Regions from separate parts of the Mus musculus genome. Here region 2 is linked to region 1. The links are chromatin contacts, called in public HiChIP or PLAC-seq maps. All regions are on one chromosome and are shown on one strand. Each heading gives the region's core, a stretch centred on a gene start, on an enhancer-like site or on the middle of the called end of the contact. The rest is flanking DNA. Distances are from core to core; before and after follow the strand shown.

Region 1 (2,951 bases), core at 328-2,827:
TCATTTAAACCACCCACCCCAACCTCCAGTATTCCCCCTCCCACCTTCATATCACATGTAACATACTTTAAAAGCTCCTGTTAAAAAGCCCAAATAATAACTATATAGTAATACCAACCAAAGAAAGCATTTCAGAGCCTCATTCAAATGAAATTTTAGTTTCCTGTGAGACTGATTAAACTGAAATTAAAACCTACACTTAACTGCTGGGATACTTTACATGTAAACCGGTAACCAGACCTGAGGTCATATAACAATGCTCTATTTTTATTTTCCACAAAGATAAAGGAGATACTTCATTATATATATCAGAGCAGATGGTTAGCACTGTTGGCTATTTATTTTGTTGTCTGTTAGGACCTGGTGTTAATAAGAACTTAATTCTAAAACCAGGAAAAAGTGGCATTCTATGTTTAACAAAATAGAAGATATGAGGGCTAGGAGTCTAATAGCGACAGGGAAACTTCTTATCACCTCAAACTACAATCAAGGAATAGCATAAAGGATAAATGATATTCCAAACCTACGAGTATAGTTATGTGCTAAATGTTTCATAAAGGCCATCAAATCTCTCTACAGAGTACAATTTTTTAAATCGCTAAAATTTGATTGATCCATAAAGAAAACCTCGATTCTAGCCTAAATGGACTTAGCAAGGTTTCAGGGGATTGTGGAAAAGAATGGTTTTGGACAAAAGATAGGTGATACTTGTTCCAACGAATGTGTCCTAGTGCAGTGGACATGACCAGGCCACTGAAGCGGCCCAGACAACTTAGTTGTACTGAAGAGATAGCGCTGATAGTTTGAAAAGTTCCTTTGATGTAAAGTGTATGTTAATTTCCATGGGTTTACATATTACTTAGTTTGTCGTCCAAGACCAGGCTGTTCACAGATGAGTGTAAAGGCATCTCGAAACTCAAATGTTGCAACTTCCGTCCAGGCTCTATCTGCACCCTTCAGCTTTCTAAGTCCTATTCCCGGACGGAGGGGGCGGGAAGGCGCCCTCCTTAACCACAAGGAGGCCATGCCGTCGCCAGATCTCCAGGGGAGAGAGCAGATGGCTGGGAAACTAGGGAAGAGCAAAGAAGCCAGATTCTGACCGCTGCTCAGAGCACTTGCTATCTGGGCGGTGACAGCAAACAGCGACAAAAAACTGAAGCGTGAAGGGAGAAGCGGGCGTGGGAACACCTTAAGTGCAAGGGTCCCGGGACTTTACCTGAGAACTATCCGGCTCAGGCCCAGTCTTGGGAACGGGACCTCCTCAGAACGAAGGCAGGACCCAGGGCGGTGAAAGATGTCGGGAGGGTTCCCTTCAACCCTCAAAAACCACAGCCAAATCGTACCCCTCAGCGACCTCCACCTCTACTGCTCCAGGGAACGCCCCCAACCTGCCCCAGGCCTTCGCTGCTCTCGCGATAACTCTCTGGCCAGGTCCTGTAACTCCAGCCAATCCTCGAGAGCTTGTGGGCGGGGTCTTATGTTTGAGCCTGGAGCGGTTCCTTCGATCTTGCCACTCCAAGGCCAGAGGTGGGTGGGGCTGAGGCGGGGACGGGGCGGGGCGAAGATGGGACCAAGCCAGTTCTCGCGAGACTAGGGACCAGGAAGACGCCTGCAGAGTCGGCTACTGGTGCAGCAGCGGCTGAGACGGGAGGTGCTGCTGCATACCGGGCTCCTGCCTCCCAGTCCGGCCTAGGCTCTAGGTGAGGAGAGGTGCGGTCGGCCTGGGCTGCCTAGGTGGTCGGCGGCTCTCGGGACCTAACGGGGATTCAGGCTGAGGGCCTGTCGGGCCAAGCAGGGAAGCACCCACATTCCTGACAGAATAAGATGGCGGCGATGGCGCCCGGAGGTGGTGGCAGTGGTAGCGGAGTAAATCCTTTCCTCAGTGATTCGGATGAGGACGACGACGAGGTAGCGGCAACCGAGGACCGGCGGGCAGGACTTCGGCTGGGTGCCGGGGTCGGCCTAGATCCTGGTTCTGCAGGCTCCCTGTCGCCACAGGACCCCATGGCCCTGGGAAGCAGCGCGCGGCCGGGGCTCGCTGTGGAGATGTCCGCCGCCCCGGCGGCTCCGGGGGGCAGCGGGGAGACCCCTGCCCGATTGTCAATCGATGCCATCGCCGCTCAGCTGTTGCGCGATCAATACTTGCTGACCGCCCTGGAGCTGCACACCGAGCTGTTGGAGAGCGGCCGCGAGCTACCACGACTGCGCGATTACTTCTCCAATCCTGGCAACTTCGAGAGGCAGAGTGGGACCCCCCCAGGGATGGGGGCGCCCGGGATCCCTGGCGCCTCCATCGTCGGAGGCGCTGGAGGTCGGGAACCGAGTACGACGTCGGGCGGAGGACAGCTCAGTAAGTAGGCGTCGCCTGTCACACCTGCAGATGGGGGATTAGAGTTGGAGTGCAGCTGAAGGGGATTGTGGGCGGGTACTGAGTCTAGGGTCGTCTTGAGAAGGGAGAGTATGTTGAGTGAGATGCGAGGTGTCCTGTGTACTGCAAACAGAAAGATCCTGCTGTAGCTCTTCTTTGCATTGGTTTCCGATCTTTGGCAGGTGTTGTACAGCTCCTGGCTCCCCGTTGGTGTTGGGACCTATAACATCAGGGTTTCCAGTTTATTGAGTATTATGGCACTCTAGAAAGCTTCCTTATTGCCTGGGCATTTTTCTCTAGGCAGTTTTCCTTTTTTCCCCAGGCTGTTGAATCACACTACGAGGAAATAAAATGTTTCTTAGTAATTCTTTGACTCAAGAAAAAGAACAAACAGGAAATGTCAGCCCTCTGTACTGAAGTTCAATCCACTGAAGATCTTTTGTCTTTGCTTTTCCATTATTTTGTATCATTAATATATGCTAATAAAAAGAAGGAAATGAGATGTGTCTGCTTCATAGAATGTTTTCTGTTTGAAATCAGTTTCACTACCCCAATTTCAATAGTATTCCGTATACAGGAAAGC
Region 2 (2,700 bases), core at 199-2,698, 310 kb after region 1:
TTTTGGTGTATATAGAAAAGCTACTGATCTTTATAAATTAGTTTAGAAGACCCAAACACGATACACATAGCTACAGCTGTATGTGTATTTGAAAGAGATGACAAAAATATGCACTGGAAAAAAGGCATGATCTTCGACAAATTGTGCTGAGAAAACTGAATGCTCATATGTAGAAAAATGAAATAATAGCCGTATCTATCACCCTGACCAAAAATTGTCTTAAAATGGGTCAAAGAACTCATGTAACACCTAAAAAACTGGAACTGCTAAAAGAAAATATAGGCATAACATAGGTGGGAAGGAGCTTCGGTCGAGGAAGCCTTTTGCCAAGGAACTAAGACCAACAATTGACAAGTGGGTCCTCATACAACTAAAGCCTTCTGTACTACCAAGGAAACCATCAGTCAAGTAAAGAGTAACCCACAGGCTGAGGGAGAATCTTTGCCAGATATATATCTATGTATGTGTGTGTATATATTTATATATCTATACATACACATATATGTATGATTAATAGTCAGAATATAAAAAGAACTCAAAAACAAATGAACAAACAAAAAACCCAAAGAACCGAGAAGACAAAGGACCCAATTTAAAACTGGGCTCTGCAAACACTGAGCAAAGATTGAAACCTTGGAACACCGAGCTCTAAATGGGAGGTCTCCTGCAAATCCCTCACCTCCAGATCTCAGTAAAGCCCACTGCAGGAGGAGGCAGAAAGAGTGTAAGAGCCAAACGGGCTGGAGGACACCAGGAAAACAAAGCTCTACAAATCAGTGGTTCTCAACCTTCCTAATGCTGCGACCCTCACATTGTGGTGACCCCCAACCATAAAATTATTTTTCACTGCCATGTCTTAACTAATTTGGCTGCTGTCATGAATCACAGTGTAAATGTCTGTGTTTCCTGGTGGTCTTAGGTGACTCCTGTGGGTCAGAACCCACAGGTTGAGAATGGCTGATCTAGAATCTTCCTTAACAGACTGATGTCTTGTGTGCCCTGCTCCCGTGCCCTGTGCAACTCATCTTGTTTCCTGATCCCCATCCCGGAATTGCTGCTTATGCTCTATTAACTTGCACTGTTCTCCTAGAGGCCCCTGCTGAGCAGGGCAGATGATTTGCCCCAACCTTCCCCTGTCATGATCCTCTCTTGCTGCCCCCACGGATTCAGTTTTCATGCCCTCCCCAACTCCAAACGCTGGTGGTTGGACAGGAACTAAAGCCTTCCCAGTGCAAGACGCCTCGGTGCCCTGTGCTTCGTCAGGCTGACACAGGATGTTATCTCTCCTTTTTCAGAAGAGTAACACGGTCAGACAGCTGGCTCATTTCCAGTACACTTTATTACTTGGGGAACTTTGCCTTTCTGATAATGCTGGTTCTTAAACTCCTACCTGGATGGGGATTTTGTTTTCATTGTGCTGTTGGCTGAGTTTCGGTTTCCTTTCCGGTCCTTATTAGTTAAGTTTCAGTTCTGTTTCTCAGTGTAGTCCCTTTCCCTTTCCTCATATGATGTTATTGTTCTTCTCTGCTTTTTAACCTGATTAAAATAAACCAGTTATTGCAAGGCAGATGTTCCCTAGCAGGAGCTTTCAAAATATTGAGAGCTCAGTACCTTGTCTATCCACTTTAGATCAAGGAAAAGCCATTTACTTTATTAGATTAGGTACCGGTTTGTGAACACACTGGCTTGCTCCTGGGAAATCCTACAGAGTGAGCGGATCACCAAGGATTCCCAACTCGCTAGTGAATTTAAGGGACCTACACAAAGTGCTGAGAACTCTCTGGGCTGAGGAACATTCTGGTCACAAGATGGAGAAGGGTCTATAATCTCATTTTTTTTTCTCTTGGCAAACAGTTACTTGATGCTCTGTAGAAATCCAAGCTCCACACGGTCCCCAATGGAGGAGTTAGAGAAAGGACTGAAGGAGCCACCAACCAATGAGTACAGATGGAGGGACCCATGGCTCCAACTGCATATGGAGGGACCCATGGCTCCAGCTGCATATGGAGGGACCCATATCCAGCAGAGCATGGCCTTGTCATGAATCAATGGGAGGAGTCCTTGGTCCTGTGAAGGCTTGATGCCCCAGTGCAGGGGAATTCGAGGGTGGGGAGGCAGGAGTGGGTGGGTGGGTGGGTGGGTGGAGGAGCACTCTCATAGAAGCAGGGGGAGGGGGATAAGAGAGGGGGTTTGGGGGGCTGGGAAGTGGGATAACATTTGAAATGTAAATAAAGAAAATAAATAAATATTTAAAACAAAACAAACCAACCAAAAAACCCAACAAATTCAGGCTCTATTTTTCAAGTTACATGCCATTCTCTTATAGTGGATGTATTTGCTCAAAGGTTATCTTGGAACATTAATTCATTTGAAGATTTTTCTTTTCCTTTTTGCTGATTTAGGATTATTTCCTCACGGTGCAATCACGGTTACAAAACTTACCAAAATCTTTTAAATGCTGGCTTTAATTTTTTTTAAGATGCTGTGTGCACCACGGTGTATATGTGGAGATCAGAGGGTAACTCGGGGGAGTTGGTTCTCTCCTCCTCCATGCTGGTCCCAGGGCTTGGACATTGGGTTTGACAGAAGCTGCCTTTAGCTCCCGAGCCACCTTCCCATCGTCCTGAGGACACTTTCATATACAATGACATTATATTCTGCCTCGCCCTTCCCTCCATAATCTGTATCTCCCCACACACA

What was found. HiChIP or PLAC-seq counts read pairs in DNA pulled down with a chosen protein or histone mark.
Region 2: a contact with region 1 is called in an H3K4me3 HiChIP or PLAC-seq map of bone marrow-derived macrophages, with 5 times the contacts expected there. The contact joins the enhancer-like site here to the promoter of Relch in region 1. A contact is called at or near these places in 9 of 39 promoter capture datasets (3T3-L1-derived adipocytes, the C10 cell line, the HPC-7 cell line and 4 more), 11 of 484 Hi-C or Micro-C datasets (B cells, CD4 T cells, CD8 T cells and 6 more), 9 of 115 datasets of contacts at active chromatin or transcription factors (CD8 T cells, the SCID.adh cell line, T-cell acute lymphoblastic leukemia and 5 more) and 3 of 9 other capture datasets (adipose tissue, liver and pancreatic islet).

The regions. Positions count from the first base shown.
Region 1 is chr1:105,662,284-105,665,234 of GRCm38.p6, forward strand. Relch (RAB11 binding and LisH domain, coiled-coil and HEAT repeat containing) reads left to right here and starts at 1,578. Exons shown (of 29, transcript NM_173187.4): 1 at 1,578-2,350. The coding sequence starts at 1,825. It overlaps Pign (phosphatidylinositol glycan anchor biosynthesis, class N), which reads right to left and starts at 1,393. Exons shown (of 31, transcript NM_013784.3): 1 at 1,217-1,393.
Region 2 is chr1:105,970,628-105,973,327 of GRCm38.p6, forward strand. No RefSeq gene overlaps it. Among named protein-coding and RNA genes, the nearest start is that of Gm7160, 18 kb to the right of the region's middle. Within about 2 kb of position 1,449, at least 173 of the 459 cell types and tissues checked have an H3K27ac peak or open chromatin away from gene starts, as enhancers often do. A contact at or near this core is called in B cells, CD8 T cells, the HPC-7 cell line and 11 more, where this site is marked.